Regions from separate parts of the Mus musculus genome. Here region 2 is linked to region 1. A link is a contact called in public Hi-C data. All regions are on one chromosome and are shown on one strand. Each heading gives the region's core, a stretch centred on a gene start, on an enhancer-like site or on the middle of the called end of the contact. The rest is flanking DNA. Distances are from core to core; before and after follow the strand shown. Region 1 overlaps Auts2 (autism susceptibility candidate 2). Region 2 has its middle 290 kb from the start of Gm36528.

Region 1 (2,863 bases), core at 298-2,797:
ATGAAAAGCACCAGAACTCCAGCCAGGAACTCTGTTCCCTTTACCTCATACAAAAGCAGTGCTTGTATCAACAGGCAAGACTTGGGCCTTTATTTGGAATACCAAAAACTGCTGTTTCAACATCATTAGGACCTAGCTGTGCCCAGATGCATTAAAACAGTTGGATTCCGAGAGCAAAGCAGTTCTAATGGGACTGAGGGTTAAGTACATAAAAAGGTGTATATCATAAAGGGCCCTTCAGCCTCAGCCTCAGGGGCTGAGAAGAGCAAACACTTCCCATTTGAACAAAATGTGTAATTCAGAATGGTTCTGTCCCAAATAGTTACTAAAATATTCAAGGGGAAGATAAAAAGAATAGACTCCTATAACCATCTTCAAGTGTAATTAAAAAGGAAGCTAACAACATCTCAAGCTTGAGGTCACTCCTTGACCATCCCAGGAATTCTCCATGCAAAATTATTCTGAGAATGAGTTCTAATCACTCCCACACATGCACACTTAAGACAGGGACAAGTTCAGCAATGCTGACAATGCTCCAGCTAGCAGCTCTGAAGATAAGGACACAACATAATCCTGTGTTGAACCAAGATCATCATCTGCCATCAGAGTCCAATCAAACCAACACCACATTCTCCCCTCGCTGTGCTTAGACACTTTACCTACTTCCACCAGAGCTATATCACAAGACAGAACTTATAGATAAAAAAGCTACATACACAAACCTACATACACGGTAAATCCCAAAGTGCAAGAGATCATCCAGTCAGCGGCCGAGAAGGTGGCTCGGCGAGTAAAGGGACTGAGCTGTAAGCACAAGGACCTGAGCTTGAGCCCCACAACCACATAAAATGCTACGCATGCCTGTAATCCCAGAGTGGGCGAGGAAGACACAGGAGGGTCTCCTAGATTTTCTAAGCATTCAACCTGAGTAAGTTCCAAACCAGTAAGTAAGCATGTCGCTAAATGAGCTGGATAGCACTGGAGTCGTCTCAGGGATGGTTGGAGTCTGGCCTCCACATGAACATGTTCACACATACACACCCACACACACACACTTGTACCACACAGAGAAAGCAGAGCGTAGCTGGCACTCACTCACTCCCTTCTGAGACCCACAGGTGTACTTGTGATTCTTTGGGCAAAGAGTGTTCAAGTACACGGGACCTCCAATTGCACCTTTGACTTTTCTTATTTTGGAAAAAGGGCCGAAGATTGGGTGTAAGGATGCCCCACAGTCCTCGAGGGCGTTTGACACTTGGACCTGTCCCTGCCTGCCTGTCTCAGAGCCCACCCACGATTTCATTTTCAATTAGCAGCTCCTCGAAAGGCAGTAATGAAAGCAGTTGCTAAAGAGCATTCAGATGTCACCAAAAGACTGCAAACCCAAACTGTAAATAGCACATTGTGAGTCGCCTGTCACCGCCATCAACTCCCACGGGAATCTCGCAGCACGTGGCTATCACAGCCATCTGCTTGGATCCCCACCAACACCACTGCAAACCGCAGTCAGCCACCCACTCCCAACTCCTACCCATACCTGTCATGTACAGACTTGTGTAGGGATGGGATTGCTGTGAGCAGAAATTAGCGGATTGCTTCACGTTCTGTAGCTGTGTCAGGCTGCGTGGAGATAGCTGTGTATTCTTCCAAGAAGGAAAAATGTACAGTTCAACCCCCCCCCCACCCCAAAAGCAGGATTTTAAATTTTATTTTTTAATTGCATGTATTCATACATGTTTGTGTGTGAGAATGTGCATCTGAGTTTCAAGTAACCTCGAGAGTCCAGAGAGGCCTTGGCCTCCTTGGAGCTGAAGCAACAGAGGACTTTGAGTGGACTGACAAAGTGATGGGGACTAGACTTACTTCCTCTCCAAGAGCAGAACAATATATAACTTAACCACTAAAAAAAAATCTTTCAGCTCTCAAAATGCAGTTTTAAATCAAAGGAGTTATAGCCTCCCCTACCCTTGTCAACCACCTATTCAAGTTCCAAAGTTTTGATGGACAGATTTCCTGAGTTTCTGTTTTCTTTATTGATTCTATTTCCACTTTCAGGGCTGAAACTGTTTTATTCAATTCCTCCCACTGTTTGTATTTTCATGGATTTCTTTAAGGGATTCATTCATTTCCACTTCAAGGACCTCTATCATACTCATAAAAACTGTTTCAAGGTCTTCTTGGGCTTCATTCACCTAGGCTGGAGCCTGCTATGGGGGGCTTGCTGGGCTCTAGTGGGGACATATTTCCTTGGATGTTACTAATTGTTTTTTACACTGGTGTATAGGCATCTGGGCTAAAAAGATTGTAATTCTAGATGCTGGTATCTGGTCTTGTGTTTAACAGGTAGATATTTTGGTTTCTGTTTCTGCTCTGGATCTTAGGAGAGCATTGTAGCTGTATGTTGTCTGGTAGACAAGTCTTCTGGGACCCTGATGAGTCTTTATCTGGAATATCACTATGCATTCCAGATAAACAAACCTGGGTGTTTTCGGGTTATCGTGTGTTTAGAAATGGGGGAGTGCTGGGATAGGGGGTTTATATGACTTGGGTAAAGTGGGGTGTTCGACTAGGATATGCTTAGTTAGACCTCTGGGAATGTGGGCAGAGAGCGAGAAGAGACTACAGAAGGCCTGCTCCAGAGTTGGGAATGAGAGTGGGGTTTTGAACTTGGAGGAGTGGAGGGAGCGATGAATACCTGCCATTAGCTCACTTGCTTCCCTGGCCAGAGTGGCCTATGGGTTGCCAGGAAGTGCTTGCTCCAGTTGGGGGCTGGGCAAAGCAATGGGAGATGTCTGGAGGGGGAAGATCTGTGTGACCCATGGGAATGGTTGGAGGTTGGGGTGCACAGAAGAGACGTGTTCTG
Region 2 (3,009 bases), core at 432-2,931, 800 kb after region 1:
ATACCTTGTGTATAATTTTAAAAAAATATTAAGGAGCACAAAAATCAAGTTAGCAGGTGTGGCTCAGTGGTAGAGCTGTTGCCTGCGTGTGAAAGTCCTTGGGTTTCATCTGTATGTATCAACACAAGGAAAAGATTAATCAACAGCTTTTAAATGGTGAGACCTAACTGTTGGTGAGTTTCTGTGAATTATTTTGCTCAGCCTTCATAGAGTTTGCTCTTATCAACTGGGTTCTTTAACCAGTTTCAGTGTGCCTTCTTGCCTTCCCTCCCTGCCTCCATTCCTCAATCCCTTCCTCTCTCCTTGTTTTTTATCTTTTCAAGGCAGTATCTGTAGTCCAGGTCTCTGCCCCCAGGCTGCCCTTGAACTCACTATGTAGCCTTGGTTGGCCTTGAACCTCTTATGCTCTTGGCTCTACCTCCTAAGCGCAGGGATCACAGAAGTCACACACACACACACACACACACCTATTAGATCACCTTTCCCAAGGTTATAGAGACACAACAGAAAATGTAACAAATTACTTCCTTTCCTCTTTTAGATAGCAATGTTATCATTTTTTAGAAAAAGAAAGTTCTCTGAAAAGACAAGCAGAGAGATGAAACCACTTGATACATGTGTATGTACTTAGAAAATTTACATGTTCTGTGGGCTGAGGTGTTTCAGGGAACCACATAGCCTAAGATTCAGAGTCTTGGTCAAGAGCATCTGTGTAAACAGGCAATGGGGATCACATATGGTATTAGATGTTTTTGCAATTTTTCCCTGGCTGGTGTAAGGATGGGGGCATAAAACTCAGAATGAGGTAAGAAGAGCTGGGGCAGGGCAAGTGCAGAGACTTCTGTCATCCCAGGGAAATGGCAGCAGGCCTCATGCTTGAAGGTGGCCCACTTAGCACACTGTAATTAGAGTTACTGCAATGATTGCTGTGGCCTCTTAGTGTTCTTCTGTGAGTACCATGGCGATAATGGTGGAGTCACAGTCTGGGCTGTCCCCATAGCAGGTAGTTGGGGAACTACATAGCACCCTGCATCTGACTACTACTGCATAAAGAAGGAGGGGCTCAGATCTGAGAGGACACTGAAACAGAAAGAGGGGAGGCTGGAATAAAGCAGAGAGAGAGAGAGAGAGAGAGAGAGAGAGAGAGAGAGAGAGAGAGAGACAAAGAGAGAGAGAGAGACAGAGAAAGAAAGAGAGATTAAGAAAGAAGGCTGTCATCTGCTGTCCAGGTTTCTGGTAACACTAGAAGCATCCCCTCCCTAGAAGAAATGGTTGGATACTCTTGTTCTTTAATGTAAGTAAACCATAGCTCCTTATCTCTCTTCTGCCCTCACTATCATCATGGTGCCTGTCTGTGTTATAGATTAGTCTGCCCAGATTTGGTGCCAAGCCTGAAATAACTACAAGCTGAGTGTTGATGTATGTGGAGCAGAAAGTTGGGACTCCAGACTATAGGACTCCATCCTTTTTCTCCACTCTCCCCGTGGAGAAAGAGGCTCCTAGATTGCCTCTCTGTGGGGTCCCAAGCATGAATCATATCTGCTTTCAAAGTTTTTTTTTTCTTCCGAGATCCATGAATACCGCATGAGCTGGAGGCAGAATCGTTACGAATTGTAAGTGAAGCGGACGGGGTTTTAAAATTAAATAGCAGCACTGTGTTATTTTTTCATCGAGATTCTGAGCAGCAGACCTTCCCAGCAGAAGTAACTTACATAATTTGATTCTCTCACTTAACCAGAACTGATCACTGTAGGGATAGAAATTAATTTTGAGAAAAACAGCTGCCAGTTTTGCCTCTGCGCCAACCTCTCTCCAAGCTTTGTGAATGTGGTCAGAATGAAACACACAGCTTCCTCTGAGTGACTTGTTTATTCATCGGGACTCCCCCTAAGTTCCCCTCCAAGCTTCAGTTTCTCTCAAGAGTGGTCGGGCCACAGTGAATATCTACTTGAGTACCAACTCTCATAGTCACATCTGTCCATGCCAGCTTGAAAGATTAAGGGGTTGGGTGTGGTATGCATGATCTAAAGGTTTGGAGCTCTATGAGAAAGACTGCAGCCAGAGGTGGTAGTGGAGGCCTGCCATCTCGATTACACAGGATGGGAAAGAAAGGATACTGCAAATTCAAGGCTAGCCGGAGTTACAGAGAAAGGTTTGGGAGAGGCTGGGAGTCTAAGTGAGAAAATAGCTCAAAGCAAAAATAAATAAATAAAAATAAAAAAGAGGGCTGAAAACATAGATCAGTGTAAACCATTTAAATGGTTTAACATTAGAATTCTGCATAGAATCCCCCAATAAGGGCCTGGCAGCATGGTTTAGTGATAGAGCACCTGTCTAGAATGCCCCACTGGGATATGGCTCAGCAGTAGAGTACTTGCCTAGAATCCAGCAGTGAGGACCTGGGAGTGTGATTCAGTGGTAGATTCCCCTGCCTAGAATTCCCCAGTGTGAAGCCAGGAGTATGGCTCAGTGGTAGAGCCACTGCCTAGAATCTCCCAGTGAGGGGCTGGGGGGGGGCGGCAGTGGCTCAGTGGTAGAGCACCTCCCTAGAATTCTCCAGTGAGGAACTGGGTGTTTGGCTCAGCAGTAGGGTACTTGCCTAGAATCCTCCAGTGAGGACCTGGGAATGTGACTCAGTACTTTTGAAAGTAGAGTACTTTCAAATAGATAAAGTGAGGTTCGATCTAGCTGTCAATATGTCTAAATTCAACCTTTCATACATCTTCTATAAGAGACAACTTTGATATGTCAGGAATCCATGTATACTCCTTGCAAGGGAAGTGACCAGGAAGGCAATATTCATGTTGGTCTAAGCCTTTATAGTTCTTTTGACAGATTGCATGACATTCAGCAAAGTGACATTTGGAGTTGGCCTTAGGCTACCTGCCAAGATAAAAAGAGGTGACATGAGCTAGCACAGGGAGAACTGTTTGTGTCAGCTGGTACTCCATTACCTCTGATTGTCCAGTATTGGTGTTTGAAATGGAAAATGTCCCCATAGGCTTATTT

The links. Hi-C and Micro-C count contacts between places; a contact is called where the count stands out from the background.
Region 2: a contact with region 1 is called in a Hi-C map of cortical neurons, with 2.7 times the contacts expected there. The contact joins two enhancer-like sites. A contact is called at or near these places in 3 of 484 Hi-C or Micro-C datasets (the HL-1 cell line, adipose-derived mesenchymal stem cells and cortical neurons).

What each region holds. Positions count from the first base shown.
Region 1 is chr5:132,248,239-132,251,101 of GRCm38.p6, forward strand. The region is part of intron 2 of Auts2 (autism susceptibility candidate 2); the gene reads right to left. Among named protein-coding and RNA genes, the nearest start is that of Auts2, 290 kb to the right of the region's middle. Within about 2 kb of position 1,548, at least 16 of the 459 cell types and tissues checked have an H3K27ac peak or open chromatin away from gene starts, as enhancers often do. A contact at or near this core is called in cortical neurons, where this site is marked.
Region 2 is chr5:133,044,165-133,047,173 of GRCm38.p6, forward strand. No RefSeq gene overlaps it. Among named protein-coding and RNA genes, the nearest start is that of Gm36528, 290 kb to the left of the region's middle. Within about 2 kb of position 1,682, at least 4 of the 459 cell types and tissues checked have an H3K27ac peak or open chromatin away from gene starts, as enhancers often do. A contact at or near this core is called in cortical neurons, where this site is marked.